5 separate regions of the Mus musculus genome follow, and all the other regions are linked to region 3. A link is a contact called in public HiChIP or PLAC-seq and promoter capture Hi-C data. All regions are on one chromosome and are shown on one strand. The core of a region is the stretch at or near the end of the contact, and the rest is flanking DNA. Distances in the headings are between cores, read along the strand shown. Region 1 holds the start of Klhdc8a (kelch domain containing 8A). Region 2 holds the start of Arl8a (ADP-ribosylation factor-like 8A). Region 3 holds the start of Btg2 (BTG anti-proliferation factor 2). Region 4 holds the start of Pik3c2b (phosphatidylinositol-4-phosphate 3-kinase catalytic subunit type 2 beta). Region 5 holds the start of F730311O21Rik (a long non-coding RNA gene).

Region 1 (2,700 bases), core at 151-2,650, 1.8 Mb after region 3:
ACACAGGTAGGTTTGGGGGAGGGGACAGGCGGCCAAGGGCAAATGTGGTCATTCGGCTGAATGCCAGGGTCTGCAGAGTCATTGCAGATAACCCCGTGGCTCACACCTTGGCTCTCCCTCTGCAGTGGCCTGCCCAGCTTGCTGGAGCTGACTCCTGGCATCAGATGGAATTCCTAGACATTTCACCTGCTCAGTGTCCCTTTCCAATCTGTAAAGTAAGGGCAGTGGGTCTCTAGTTTTAGTGCTTAATGTAAGGCTCGAATGTTATAGGGAATGTGTATTGGCCACCCAAATCATGTTGCCTTACACCCGTGTCCCCCGTGACCCTTTACTTTCTTCCCTAATGCCCACCCTCAACCCTGGCCCCACTTGCCTTTGGCTGTGACAGAAATGCCCATGGCAGCCTCGCGCAAGACGCTTCTCTTCTTCCACTTGCCCTCATCGATGTTGTACATTTCCACGACCTTCACAGGCAGTTGATTGGTGCCCACACCCCCGATCACCATAATCCGCTTTCCTAGGGCAGTGATCGCTACCCCGGCCCGGGCTGTGGGCAGGGAGGGCAGGGAGGTCCACTGGTCGGCCTCGGGGGAGTAGACCTCGAAGCAGTCCATAGGGACGCCATTGTCATCACATCCCCCGATGGCATAGACCTGCCCCCCAGTCTCCAGCAGTGAGCAATAGACCCGGCGGCTAGGCAGTGGAGCAAGGCGCTTCCACTGAAAGTCCTTGACATTGGGCACTTCCATGGCAGCCCGGGGGAGGGCCCTGCTCGAGCGCCCCCACAGCGTCCGGGCAAGGTCCAGCCCCGGGGCCCGCGGGCTACACGGCGCCGGTCGGCGCGTCCCCTCTCTCAGCCTCCATCTCGCGCTGCACGGGCTCCCTGCCGACGCCCGCTGGCTTCTCCGGGTCCCTTGGGTGTCAGCGGGGCAGCGACGTCCACGCCTGGCTCCGCGGAAAGAACCTGGCGAATCTAGGGCAGCAGGGCGCCGGCGGTAGCTCACCCTTGGTCAACTTTGCAGGATGCGCCCCGCCCCCGCCCGGTCCCCCGGAGCTCGGAGCCCACCCCACCGCGCGTGGGCGCCGCGCTCGCCCAGCACTAGCTCCCGGGCGGCGCCTACAGCCGCGCGAAGCTTTCACGGTCCGCCTGGCAGCCGCGGAGCGGAGGACAGCGCTCCCTGCCCTTCCCAGCCCGCACGCCGCCGTCACCCGCGCAGGAGAGCGGTCGCCAGAAGCCGAGCTCCGGCCGGAGGACGCGGGTTCCCCGCACCGCCTCCCCGCAGCTTCCACACCTGGGCAGGAGCCCACGCGCCCCGAGGCGGAGGCTGTGGCCTGTGCGTCAGCCCCGGGCGACCAGGGCGAGCGAGGGCAGGGCCTGCAGTGTCTACAGGGTCGGAGACAGCCGGAGCAGGAGCCGGGTGCCCAGATGACAGGCAGATCCTGCCAGCGTGGGGGCGGGCGTTTGCGAGTGTTTGTTTTGGGTGAGGAGGCGGAGAGGCCAATTACCCGGTTTGTCTACAGTACACAGACCCAGTTCGTGACAGGCTGGCTTTGTTTGGGGGGAGGTATGCTCACATGGTCTAACCTCAGAAGCCAGTTAGGAGGCACAGATGTGGCAGGGATCTGCCGATCTAACAATTCTCACTCGTGTGCATGTAATTCACACAGAATCTTCTTTCCCTCCTAAGTGGAGACGTCCACAAAGCCTCAAATAAAGTCACAGACAGGGAAACCACAGCTGAACACACCAATAGACAAGCTGGGAGGACCTCACCTTCCAAACCCTTGTGCATCTGTAGTGTGCAAACCTGATTAACAAATCCCGGCCCTTAGCAGCAACTGCAGGACTGGGTGGATGGTCTCTCAAACCACCCAGCAACAGACCCTTCAGAACTGTAGTACCCAGTAATTCAAGTACCCATGATATACCGGACCACCTAGCAGTGTCTCCCCAAGCCCACGGGGTCCTCCTCTCTGGCTTCCTTCCATTCAGAAAGGCTCAAGCTCGGGAACCTGACAGACTGCTGTTCAAATGTTTGCTCTGGAAAACTTAGCTTCAGTTTCTACTCTGAGTCTGTGAGTGAGTGTGTGTGTGTGTGTGTGTGTGTGTGCGCGCACACACACACACACATACACATACTCACGTGCTTATATGTTGGTATGCATTTCCTCTCACTGTTGGGGATGGATCTCAGAGATGTGCACACGCTAGGCACTAAACTTTTATTTGTGATAAACTATAGAGTCACATGTGGTTGTAAGAAAGGAGTATTCTTTATCCGGTTTTTCCCAGTATTAAAATCCCACCAAGCTATAGGACAATGCCATAAACAGAGTATATTTTCATTACAGGGCTCCCACGTCACCTTTTGATATCTGGTAGGAGGACTCTATGATCCCCAGCCCCTGACAGCCCATGTCTGAAGCCTTGTCATTTCAGCCACGTTGTACAAGGGGCTGGGAATGGAGCTCACTCCTGGAGTATCATTGTTGAAAGAATCAATAGCTCTCTCTCTCTCTCTCTCTCTCTCTCTCCCTCCCTTCACCCCCTCTTTGTTTTCCTCAGTATGCCTGGAACTCACAATCTCCCTGCTATAGCCTCCAATTCTCCTCCCCACCCCACCCCCCAGCTTCCCATTTATTGAGGAAGGGTCTCTCACAGAAATCCACCTGCCTTTGCCTCCTAAATGCTGGGATTAA
Region 2 (2,700 bases), core at 103-2,602, 1.1 Mb before region 3:
GGTCGGGCAACAATACAATACAGGCAAGTGGTGGTACCGAAGCTGGTGGTCTCACATCTTTGCGGACCTGCACATCAGCATCTTTAGCCTATATCTGGCGAATTCACAGTCCTTGGAAAACCCATCTTTGGGAACGGGCCTAGGTTCTGGGGGGGGGGGGGGAACTATGTCCCCGTCCCAAGCCTTACTTGGTCCCATAAGCCCAGTCTTGCCTAGCTTGGAAATACAGGCTGCAGCCATTACTGCAGCTCAGCTCACGCCCAGGGAGCTCATCTTCCTCTTTTTTAAAGAGAAAATTTAACTCCTTCTTCACCACTCCTCTGGCACAGACATACAACTGCAATCACCCCCCTCTCTCCTCCGCCTCCCCCAGTGCTGAGTCTCCAAAGCTGCTCTCTCCCCTGTCCCCAGGTGGATGGCGCCCCTCCAGCTCATCCTCTCGGGTCCTCGGTACCTACTCTTGCAACTTCTGAGCCAAGTGGAGTCTCCCAACTCCCTTTATGGTGCCATGCTTTCGGGACCCCAACGCTAAGGCAGGCCCGGGACAGGTTCCGGGGAGGAGTCTGGACTAGAGCCAGGACCTCAGCTGACTCCTCTGCCTCTAGGGATACCTTCCCCCCGCCCCAAAGGGCCGCGGCTTCCGCGTCCAGCAAGGGTAGGCAGAGCCCTCGGGGTGGGGCTGGGCTGCTAGGGCACCCTGGCAACACGCTCCGGCCGCGCGTCCCGTGACCCTCCACGCGCGGAGCGGGATTGTCCGGGCACTTTCGCCCCGTCATGCCTCTTTGCGCCCGCCTCGGGGGCCTGTCAGCCTGCGGCGGGTTCCCGGTGCGTGGAGACATCTCCGTGCCGCCAGCTCCGGAACGCAAGCTCGGTTCCCCTGGTCCTCGCTACCCCGCCCCCAGCCCTGCCATCCTAGCCCAGGCCAGAGAACGGGTGGCACGCCAGTCGGTCCCCCAAGAACCGTGCTAGGCCCTAAGTGCCCGGAGCCGGCTCCTCCCTGCCCGGAACCCGGCGGTGCCGGGCCACGCCAGGCGCCGACCCCAGCTGCCTAGGGCGCGGCGCCGGCGACACATCTGCCCGCATACCGCGATCACGTTGACGAAGGTGGTCTTGCCCGAGTACTGCAGCCCCACCAGCGTGAGCTCCATTTCCTCCTTCCAGAACAGGGCCTTGAACCAGTCCAGCAGCTTGTTGAACAAAGCGATCATGGTCGCTGCCACCGGCCGCGCCCGGTGCCGGGTCCCCGCCGCCTTCGGTGCCCTCGCGCTGCGGCCCGGAGCGGCCCCTCCCCGGTGCGGCCGGGTCCCGCGGCTCGGTGCGGGCGGAGGCTGGAGCGCGGCGGCCGACGACGCGCTGCCCGAGGATCCGCTCGCCGATGGGTGTGGCCACGGCGCCTCCACCTCCTCCTCCGCCGCCGCCGCCCTCCCGCGGGCCGGGCCGCGTCCTGCTCGCACCCGAGCGCGCTCCAGTCTCGCGCGCGGCCTAGGCCAGCGCCCGCGGGCGGGGCGGCGGGGACCCGCGGCGGCCGGGAGGAGCGTGATGGCGCGCTTGCGGAGAAAGCTGTAATTTTATTTTTTCTGCTGCCCTCGTTTGCCCCGCCCTGACTGCACCGCTTTCTGGCTTGAACGGTGGTCGGTCCTGGGCGGGTGGTGTCCCGATTAAGCTAGGGTATTTCCAGGCCGAAGAACCGTGACATGAAGATCTCCAAGAAACGGTTTTGTTCCCTGAACCTTTGCCTCTGAGCATCTCTGGGTACCGAATTCCATCCCCCGAAATGCCATAGAGAGTAACAGCCGGATTTAGAGCCCTTAATACTCCATCTTGTTTTGTTAACCACAGTTTGCCAGGCTACTTGTCTGGGAAGCCCAAAGTGAGATCGACATTTGAACTTGATGCTTGTCTTCACTATAAAGAGACGGGCAAAATCAGGGCAAGGGATTCCCTGTGAGGAACGGCGGTAGCAAAGGAAAAAATGTATGCTATTTTGATACAAAGTTTTTGATAGTGGGTGGTGGAGAGTCTGCCAAGAAGTCCCCATCCTCCCTTGCAGGAGATAACAGCTCAGTCAACCGGCTGTGCCTTCCTGGTCTCAGGATTCCTAGGCAGCTGGGCTCTCTTTGGGGGTCGGTTTTCACCTGGAGGCTGTGATGAACTGTTAACATCAACTGTATGGATTAAACCTATTAAAGAACCAGACAGCCCTCAACATCTGGATCAGCCTATTCTGATTTACTAACATCTGTCTAATAAGTTCTTCTCTTCCTCCGTAGGTACATGCTATAGTCTGACATGTTTAAATTAAAGTTTAAGTTATCATACAAAGTAATAGATTTTCATTGCTTTACATTTCTGTGTCTTTCCCCCAGATTCATATATTGAAATCCCACTCCTCAAAGTGATGACCATATAAGGCGACTAGGTTATGAGGGGGGAGGCCTCCTAGCTAAGATTAGTGCCCTTATATAAGGAGAGAACAACAGAGGTGCCCAGAGCCTATACTCCTCCCATCTTGAGGCTACAAAGAGAAGGCTGTAATCTATTAGCCAAAAAGTGACTCCTAACCAGACCCTGAATCTACCCGTACCATGACAGATCACTTTCCCATTTTTCAAGCCATGAGCAACAACTTTCTGTTGTTTATAAGTTGTGGGGTGTGGGGTGCTTTGTTACAGCACCCTGAACAAGGTAGTGCCTCTGTGT
Region 3 (2,700 bases), core at 10-2,509:
GGTCTGGGTGCTATAGGGACAGTGATCAGTAGCTTTGTCTGAAAGGGGGAACAGGGAGGGAGGTAGCTTTAGAGGGAGCACTAGACATTTAGAGGGAGGGATAGAGCATGTGGGAAAAGGGACAGAAGTATTGATGGGAAGTCCACTGAAGAAAAACAAGCAGCAAAACAGACAGTGGAGAGAAAAGGGAAGAGGGAAATGGGGTAGGGTGGATACAGAGGATCCAGGTAGGGAAGCTGGTGGCTCAGACCAGGGATACAGGGAGAGAAGCCTGGCTTAGAACTCAGGGAAAACAGGATTTTACACAAGCCATGGCGCTAAATTCAGGCCCCATCCTGTGCAGGGCTCAGAGATGTGGGTGACAAGTTGCCCCACTCAGTAGTCTGCCTAGCTTCCTGGCACCAGTCCCTGAGCCCCTGCGTGTAGACAAGCCAGACCTGAAGCCTTTCCTCTGGGGAGCTAGTGTTTACAAAAGCCTCAGTGCACAAAAAGGAAGGAAAACAATCAGGGAAGAGGGAGGGGCAGGGAACTGATGGAAAACTTTGTACAATTCACACCAGATTACTTAAACACACACACACACACACACACACACACACACACACACACACACACACACACACACACAGACACTGCCATTTAAAGGAAAGTGAGTGCTGGAAAAATAACCCTACGGACAGAAAATACTCTCCTCGACACTCCTCCCACCAAACAGTGAGAGCTGATTACTTTTAGGCAATTACAGAAGAGGAAGAGCAGAATTTGTTGGGGGAGGTGGAATTATTATGGAAGCAAAAAGAATACAATCCCCATTGCTGAAAACACGAGGAACCCGTTTTGATCAGCTGGGGGGATGAGTGGCAGAGATGTTCAGGTAGGGGGGTGAACGGCTCTGTCAGTGTCTGTCAGGAGACATGGGAGAAATAACATCGGCGAGGGCATCCTGGAGGAGGCAGCAGGCAACCTGGGTTTTGGCGCTGTGCAGAGACGACGTCCGGGCATGCCCGGTGTAGCGCGCTTCCTCTGCCCAGGTCCAAGGCCCTCTCCCGCCTGCCTCCCACAGCACGGGAGTCCGGTGCTTGTTCCCAATAATGACGTCAGTGAGCGATGACCTCAGCGCCTGGGAGGCGCGGGCGAGCTGGCGGGCGGGGCGGAGAGGGGCGGGCGCAGGCGGAGGGGAGAGGCGAGACACCGGAGGGGCACGCCCCCATCCGCCAGCGTCGGCCAATGGGCGCCACCGACGGCTCCCCGCCTCCCCGAGTGGTATGAAAGGCGCAGCCCGGGGAAAGTCCGGGCAGAGCCCGAGAGGTGGCCAGACCGTCATCATCGTTCTAATACAGCTACTTCCTCAGCCACCGGTATGAGCCACGGGAAGAGAACCGACATGCTCCCGGAGATCGCCGCCGCCGTGGGTTTCCTCTCCAGTCTCCTGAGGACTCGGGGCTGCGTGAGCGAGCAGAGACTCAAGGTTTTCAGTAGGGCGCTCCAGGACGCACTGACCGGTGAGCACACGTCGGGGTCTTGGAACCACTCGGGCGCGGCCACTTCTTGCCTGGGGTGTCTTTATCACTGTTCTGTGACGGGGACCCCTACGCGAACAACTCCGGGTCTCAGATGTCTTTCTCTAATTAATCTCTGAGGCCACTGATGGTCCTCTGTCCCTTCGGTTAAGTCCCCGTCTCCCAGCCCTCCAGTCCCCGCCTCGCTCCCGAGGCTCCGACCCTCTTCCTTGAGTACATTCTGAGACCCTGACAACACCATGAGAAAAGTCAGTGTGTGTGTGTATTCAGAGTCCGAGCTCACCCTTATCTCCGAATCTTGGAGAACAACAGACCCTCAGGGGATGTGAAGCCAGGCCAAGCTGTGCGACTTTTATGCGCAATTGAACTTTCTAGACAACTCTTGAGTCCTAGCCACTGTTGCTGTATAGTCCTGAGCCTGTCATCATACAGGCCCATTCTGCCGCGTGTTTACCCGCTGCAAGTTGTAATCTGGGCCCCCTTTGTATTTTTTCTTTTTTGGTCCCTCTTCACCATCTGCCACCTATTGTAGTACAGAAAAGAGCCTGGTAGCCTAGCCAACTGCGAGGGCGGGGAGGGGGTGTGTGTGTTATGGAGGCAGGGTGTGAGGGACGGAGGTGGAGGAGTGATAAGCCACCCTTTAGCCTCTGTCCGCAGCTGTTATAACTGGTTGGTTGCCTTGGGCTGCGATAGCCATCTCTCAACATGTTGGCACAGATCTGAGGACCAACAGCTGTTTCATCAAAACAAAACCATTTTTTATCCCCTTACCTTTGCTAAAGATCTCAAAACTCTTCTGATGCGGAAGGGATGAGAGGCCTTGTGACTTGTTGGGCAACCAACAACATTGGCCGCTTACCTACCGGCTTTGAAATTTCAGTGCCTTGGTCGTCAGAGGCCCTGCCGGTTCTTGCTAGCCCTTCCTGCCTTAAACAGGATTGTGCCAAAAATATCCATGACCACCATAGAGCATCTACCTGAAAGCTCTGGGGCTGCTTTCCAGTGTACAAAAACTTGGAAAGGACCCAGGAATCTTTCTAAGTGGCAGGGGGAGTTTAAGGAGAGGCTCTTAAATACTGTCGCTGAGAAGAGGAAGTCTCCTCCCCAGCCCTCTCCCCTCATCCTCCCCTTGTGGTAAACATCAGAGAATGCTTTCTAACGGCGCATCTTCCTCTTGTTT
Region 4 (2,700 bases), core at 104-2,603, 1.0 Mb after region 3:
AAGGAATCAAAGGCCTGCTAGGGTCTATCAGTCCAGGCTGCAGAACTCTCTGACCAAGTTGAATAAAAACACCAGGGCAACCAGAGACAATAGGACTTTCACCCTAAATATGACTGGTGGGCTGGGACTGGGAAACCACAAAGATACCTAAAGGGAGGTGAGATGTAGGGCCAGGTTAGCCTGAAGGAGCAATGGCAGAGTTTAGACACTTCAACCTCTGCACAACAAGGGTGAATGCACTAACCTCATACATTTGGTAACCTCTTTCCACACCCCAGAAGCCTGCCAAGCCCCTGGACTTTTCACCCCACCCACCCCAGCTTGGCAGTTTTGCTGGGGCTTCCAGCTTCTATCATCGCACCAAAGCTGCAGCTGTGTAAAACTGAAAAATGAGGGGCAAGTACTGCCCAGGAGAGGAGCACTTTCCCGGAGGGCCGGGGACTCGGGCCTGAAGGTCCTAGTCTCTCCTGCAAGCTTTCAGTCTTCTGCTTTTGCAGTATCCTTATAAGGCCAACCCTACCCTCCGCCTGGCCGAAAATGTGTACCGTCCCGAGGTTGGACGCTGACTTCTCACTCCCGCTGCACAGGAAGGCACCACTCCCACCACCCCCCACTCCAGGACAGGTTTTGCTCTTAAACAAACTAATAAACAAATCGACTCCAAAGCGGTCCCCTGGTCCCAGCTCGTCTTGCAGCTGCACCCGGGAAGTGTGTTCCGGAGGAGGAGGCGGGTGCAAGCCCGGCGAGGCCGCGAGTCGCGGGCGAGCCGTGGGGCGGGGGCGAGCAACCTGCAGTGCTCGGAGGACCCGGCTGGGCTCTCGGCCCTGCCATTGTTGGCCCCGGCGCTGGCGCTTCGGGGCGGGAGCTCTGCCCACGTCGCCCCGACTAAGAGGGCGCTCCGCAGCCCCGGGGTCGTCCTCCCCGCCGCGTGCTCTTCCTACCTGCGCTGGCCGCGGGTTCTGCCGCGACACCCTGACTGTCGTGGCTGGGTGTCTAGGGCTCCGCCGACCCGGCTCGCTCGGAAGATCCAGGCGGCTCCAGCCCCCGCGTGATGTTCAGTGTCGCCTGCTCCCTTCGCTCGCACCGCGCGGGCACTGGGATCCCCGCAGCAGGAGACACACGGGCAAGCGACGGGCGTGGGGGCCGGGCCCGGGCCCGGTGCTGTCTGCCGGGAGCGTGCACGAGCTCGCAGTCAGGCAGCCCCGGGTGAGACAATAGCGCGAACGGCGAGCGAGCGGGGAGAAGCCATCTCCCGGACAGCCGGCGCACTGCACGGCGCGCGAGGCTCACCGGCTCCTGCCAGGACCGCGGCCCAGGCCGCCGGCAACAGCCGCAACGCCGAATCGCCTAGTCGCGGGAGCCAGAGGGCGGGGCGGCGGGAACACGGGCCCCCTCCCTCCCCTCTTCCTCTCCCCCTCCCCTCCCCCTCCCGCTCCCGCCTCCGCACCGTGTGCGGCGTCCTGAGCAGACCCCGGGGGCCAGCAATCCCACTTCCCGCTGGCAGATTGTCGTCGTTTTCCAGGCTGGAACCCCTTGCTCTGGGTCAGGTGAAACAAGCCAGATCACCTTATTGGAAGCGACACGGGCTGGGCGTTCAGTTATCCGTTCGAAAATTTCCTCTCATAATTATGCATGATAGGGATGCTCTAAAGAACTACCACCTTCGTGGGGGAGGCTGTGTTGGCACTTTTCTCTCCCGTTTGCTCAAGGGCGGTCTTCCAACCTGAGTGGGGAGGAGAAGTAGAGAAGCCTCCAACCCTATTAAGGTAGGAAGCAAACTTTGAAACTGTGTTATTTTCTCCGGGCACCTCCCTTAAAGCACCTGTGTCAAGCATTTTCCTAAGGGCTCTACCCAGTACTGGCCAGCTCCGTTTGCATAATAACTAGGGTCTCGGATCTCCAAGTACACTTTCTTCAACCAGGAACTTGTTCTTTGCTATCTTCCTTTCTTTGCCAGTCACACTGGGATTCAGCCTTCTTCCTCAGTACCCCTTCAAGCCTTGGTGGGAGAAGGTGTCTCAGCTCCCATGCCCTCTGCTCTCTAGCTAAGGCTTCTATGGAAACATCTGTTAAGCATCCCTTGCCTTGCCCCAAGGAAATATTTAAGATACTACCATTTCAGTCTATCAAAGTCAGAAAGGTCTTTATAAAACACATGGGGCCTTTGATCCCGCCCCCTTATTTGCATGAAACTCTGTAAGAAACCGGAGCAGTTTTCCAGGAGACAAGGGCTAAAGCCTTCCTAGGTTGGTAGAGGTAGAAACTGGGGAGAGCTCACAAAGAGGAGAGCTGTCTAGTAGAATGAGGATTTGAACAACTAGAGGAAGTCCTGTGGTGGAGAAAAGCAGTACAAAAGGGGAGTCCCTAAGCCAGGTCCTCAATCAGCACCTGGGAGGCAGAAGCACCCCAACGGGTGTGGTGTGTAACTCCAGGAGAGCTGCTGCTTTTTCTCCTGGCCTCTGCAGGCATCCATATGCATGTGCACACCCCCACAAGCATATACAGAATCTAAAAATAAATTCAATCTTAACCCCCACCCCCAAAAAGTCGAGTTCACAATTCTAAAGTATTTGAGGGAGAATATTGTTTTGTTTTCATCGAGGATGAAATGGAACGGTTAGATAGAAACCTCATGGGCATCACTAGGTGAGTGAAGAGAAAAAGAAGCCTGTGAGAGCTAAATCAGGTTCCGGTGGCTTG
Region 5 (2,700 bases), core at 9-2,508, 1.7 Mb after region 3:
CAGCTAATTTGTTTTATTTATTTATTTATTTATTTATTTATTTATTTATTTATTTATTTATTTATTTTTGAGACACAGTTTCTCTGTATAGCCTTGGTTGTCCTGGAACTCAATCTGTAGACCAGGTTGGTCTTGGATTCATAGAGATCTGCTTGCCTCTGCCTCCCAAGGACTGGGATTGAAGGTGAGCTCCACCACACCCAGTTTAGCCAGTTAATTTTACTTTACTCCACAGAGCAAGCAAGCAGTGTGGGGGACAGAGGCAGCAGCTGGAGAGGTACATTGGGGTCAGGTGGTGACCTTTGACTCCTGTGCAGGCTGGCCTAGGCTGTTGGTACAGCACTCTGGTGGCAGAGGTGTGGGGATGGTGGCAAATTCAAGTCCAGCCCAGGCTGTGGCTGTTATCCAGTTGTTAGAGTGTTTACCTATCCAAAGATCTGCACCCAGTAGGGTAGCAGACAGCACCCAGTAGGGTCTAAAGATGGAGTTTCGTGGAGGGGCACTACAGGAATGACATCTGAACTCTCACCAAGGAAGGGAGTCAGTGACCCAAAACAAAGGTCTAGATTTGGTCCTTAGCTCTATAGAAACCTGGCATGATGGGGGAATGCCCGCCTGTGAGGGGGAGCTGGGGAGGATCGAGAATTCAAGGTCATTCTCAGTTACAGAATAAGGTCAAGGTCAAAGCCAGCACAAGCTATAAGCCTATCTACCAAAAAGAAAGAAAAAGAGAAACAAGAAGTCCTTCACCTTATAAAAGTTACAATTTCACAAGGACTTACTTACCTCTCCTCCCCTGGACCTCCAGGCTTTGAAGGGCAGTGTATATTCTGTTTAGTTCAGGACTCCCGGGGTTCAGCACCACACCCAGTATGCACTAAAGGAGGAAGAAAACAAAGCATGCTTGACGACCTGATTTCTAGGGCACACCTGTCTCTCTTACCAGACTGAGAGCCCCAGAGCTCCCTATGGTGACCCTAGAGACTCACATCAGCCCCTGCTCTGCTGAGTATCCTGAGGCCACCTTTCTTTCCCTTTGGGGGGTCATTTCTACCCCCAAATACATATCTTAAGATTTTTCTCCCAAGGCCTGAACTCCTGCTGCCCCGGCTATACTTACTTGCTGAGGCTCACCCAACCCTCCAGATTCACCCCACAGCTCCACACCCTCAGCCACCCCCCTTGGCCCAAAGTGAGGGGGGTGGGGTAGCCAGATGATCTCAGCACCTCCTGCTCTGACATCCTCTCTGGGGACTTCAGGCGTCCCCTGCCTCCACCCAGTGTCACTTCCTCATTTTGGCAGGAACTCCACTGATAATCTCGTTCACTTTCCACCACTTCCTGTGTTTTATGTGAATCCTCCTGAGCTCAGCTACAGAAGATGAGTCTCTTGGCTGTAAAGATAGCCCTAAATGTCTAAAGGCTTCCCACTAGGTCCTGGGAACACTCAGTTTTGTCTTCGTTTGGTTTGGTTTGTTGTTTTGTTTTGTGCTTCAAGACAGGGTTTCTCTGTGTAGCCCTGCCTGTCCTGGAACTTGCTCTGTAGACCAGGCTGGCCTCAAACTCACAGAGATCCACCTGGCTCTGCCTCCTGAGTGCTGGCATCAAAGGTGTGTGCTACCATCTTCCAGTTTGCCACACTCACCTTTTTAAAGCTGTCCAGAATGGGAGATTCTCTCATCCTGTGGGTCAGTAGCCCAAGGCAATAGCCCAAGATCTTCCTATTGTCTAACCTCAATCTTCCTGATGTTAGGATTTCCAGATTGGGAAAACGAAAATACAGGACACTTACTCAGTTTTGAGTTTGAGGGAGACACTGGGTAAAAATTCTAGTTAAACATCTCCCCTTCTATATCAGAACAAAAGTCATTTGGACTTAAAGGTGTAGCTTGGTAGTGTAGCTTGGTGGAAGCGCACATACTTAGCATAGACTTAGGGTCCTGGGGAAACAGCTCAGACAGCAAGACTGCTTGCTTTCCAAGCATGAGGGTTTGCGTTCAAATGCCAAGCACTCACGTAAAGAGCTGGGTGTGCCTTTGTGACCCTATAACACCCGGACTGTGGGAGGCAGATGGAGAATCATTGGGGCTTGCTGGCTGCCGGCCTAACTTCAGGTTCAGTGAGAACCCTGTCTTAAGGGAATAGGGAAGAGAGCAATAGTCAAAACTCCAATCTTCAGGTCTCCACATACTTAAACATGGGCATGGACATCCACCTACCCACATGAATATCCATGCATGTTCTCTCTCTCTCTCTCTCTCTCTCTCTCTCTCTCTCTCTCTCTCTCTCGTGCGTGAATGCGTGTGTGTGTGTGTGTGTGTGTGTGTGTGTGTGTGAGTGTGTGTGTGTGTGTGTGTGTGTGTATGTGTGTGTGTGTGTGTGAGAGAGAGAGAGAGAGAGAGAGAGAGAGAGAGAGAGAGAGTGTATGCACCATGTGAGTGCCTGGTGCCCTTGGAGGCCAGGAAAGGGTGTCAGATTGCCTGGAACTGGAGTTAGAGACAGTTGTGAGCCACCACGTAGGTGCTGGGAACTGAACCTGTGTCTGATGTAAGAACAAGCGCTCTTAATGGCTGCAGCATCTCTCCAGTCCCATACTCAGCATAATCATGTGAATATTCTCTTTCTTTTTTATATATTCTTTTTTTTATAAACAGGCTCTCACTCTGTAGGCCAAGGTAGCCTCAAACTTGTGATCTTGCC

What was found. Promoter capture Hi-C pulls out the DNA fragments that hold promoters and counts their contacts. HiChIP or PLAC-seq counts read pairs in DNA pulled down with a chosen protein or histone mark.
Region 1: a promoter capture Hi-C map of pre-B cells shows a contact between it and region 3, with 3 times the contacts expected there. The contact joins the promoter of Klhdc8a here to the promoter of Btg2 in region 3. A contact is called at or near these places in 1 of 39 promoter capture datasets (pre-B cells) and 2 of 115 datasets of contacts at active chromatin or transcription factors (astrocytes and embryonic forebrain).
Region 2: a contact with region 3 is called in an H3K27ac HiChIP or PLAC-seq map of double positive thymocytes, with 6 times the contacts expected there. The contact joins the promoter of Arl8a here to the promoter of Btg2 in region 3. A contact is called at or near these places in 3 of 484 Hi-C or Micro-C datasets (B cells, CD4 T cells and embryonic stem cells) and 5 of 115 datasets of contacts at active chromatin or transcription factors (double positive thymocytes, pancreatic cancer cells, pro-B cells and 2 more).
Region 4: a contact with region 3 is called in a promoter capture Hi-C map of pre-B cells, with 4 times the contacts expected there. The contact joins the promoter of Pik3c2b here to the promoter of Btg2 in region 3. A contact is called at or near these places in 4 of 39 promoter capture datasets (embryonic stem cells, hippocampal neurons, neutrophils and 1 more), 1 of 484 Hi-C or Micro-C datasets (B cells), 6 of 115 datasets of contacts at active chromatin or transcription factors (astrocytes, double positive thymocytes, embryonic forebrain and 3 more) and 2 of 9 other capture datasets (adipose tissue and liver).
Region 5: a contact with region 3 is called in a promoter capture Hi-C map of pre-B cells, with 7 times the contacts expected there. The contact joins the promoter of F730311O21Rik here to the promoter of Btg2 in region 3.

What each region holds. Positions count from the first base shown.
Region 1 is chr1:132,297,326-132,300,025 of GRCm38.p6, reverse strand. It overlaps Klhdc8a (kelch domain containing 8A), which reads right to left and starts at 1,400. Exons shown (of 5, transcript NM_144810.5): 1 at 374-1,400. The coding sequence starts at 749. It overlaps Gm51645 (a long non-coding RNA gene), which reads right to left. Exons shown (of 4, transcript XR_003947998.1): 4 at 2,645-2,700.
Region 2 is chr1:135,145,486-135,148,185 of GRCm38.p6, reverse strand. It overlaps Arl8a (ADP-ribosylation factor-like 8A), which reads right to left and starts at 1,352. Exons shown (of 7, transcript NM_026823.2): 1 at 1,086-1,352. The coding sequence starts at 1,208.
Region 3 is chr1:134,077,714-134,080,413 of GRCm38.p6, reverse strand. It overlaps Btg2 (BTG anti-proliferation factor 2), which reads left to right and starts at 1,259. Exons shown (of 2, transcript NM_007570.2): 1 at 1,259-1,502. The coding sequence starts at 1,361.
Region 4 is chr1:133,044,665-133,047,364 of GRCm38.p6, reverse strand. It overlaps Pik3c2b (phosphatidylinositol-4-phosphate 3-kinase catalytic subunit type 2 beta), which reads right to left and starts at 1,353. Exons shown (of 33, transcript NM_001099276.2): 1 at 942-1,353.
Region 5 is chr1:132,340,488-132,343,187 of GRCm38.p6, reverse strand. F730311O21Rik (a long non-coding RNA gene) reads right to left here and starts at 1,258. Exons shown (of 4, transcript XR_878527.2): 1 at 1,121-1,258; 2 at 787-877.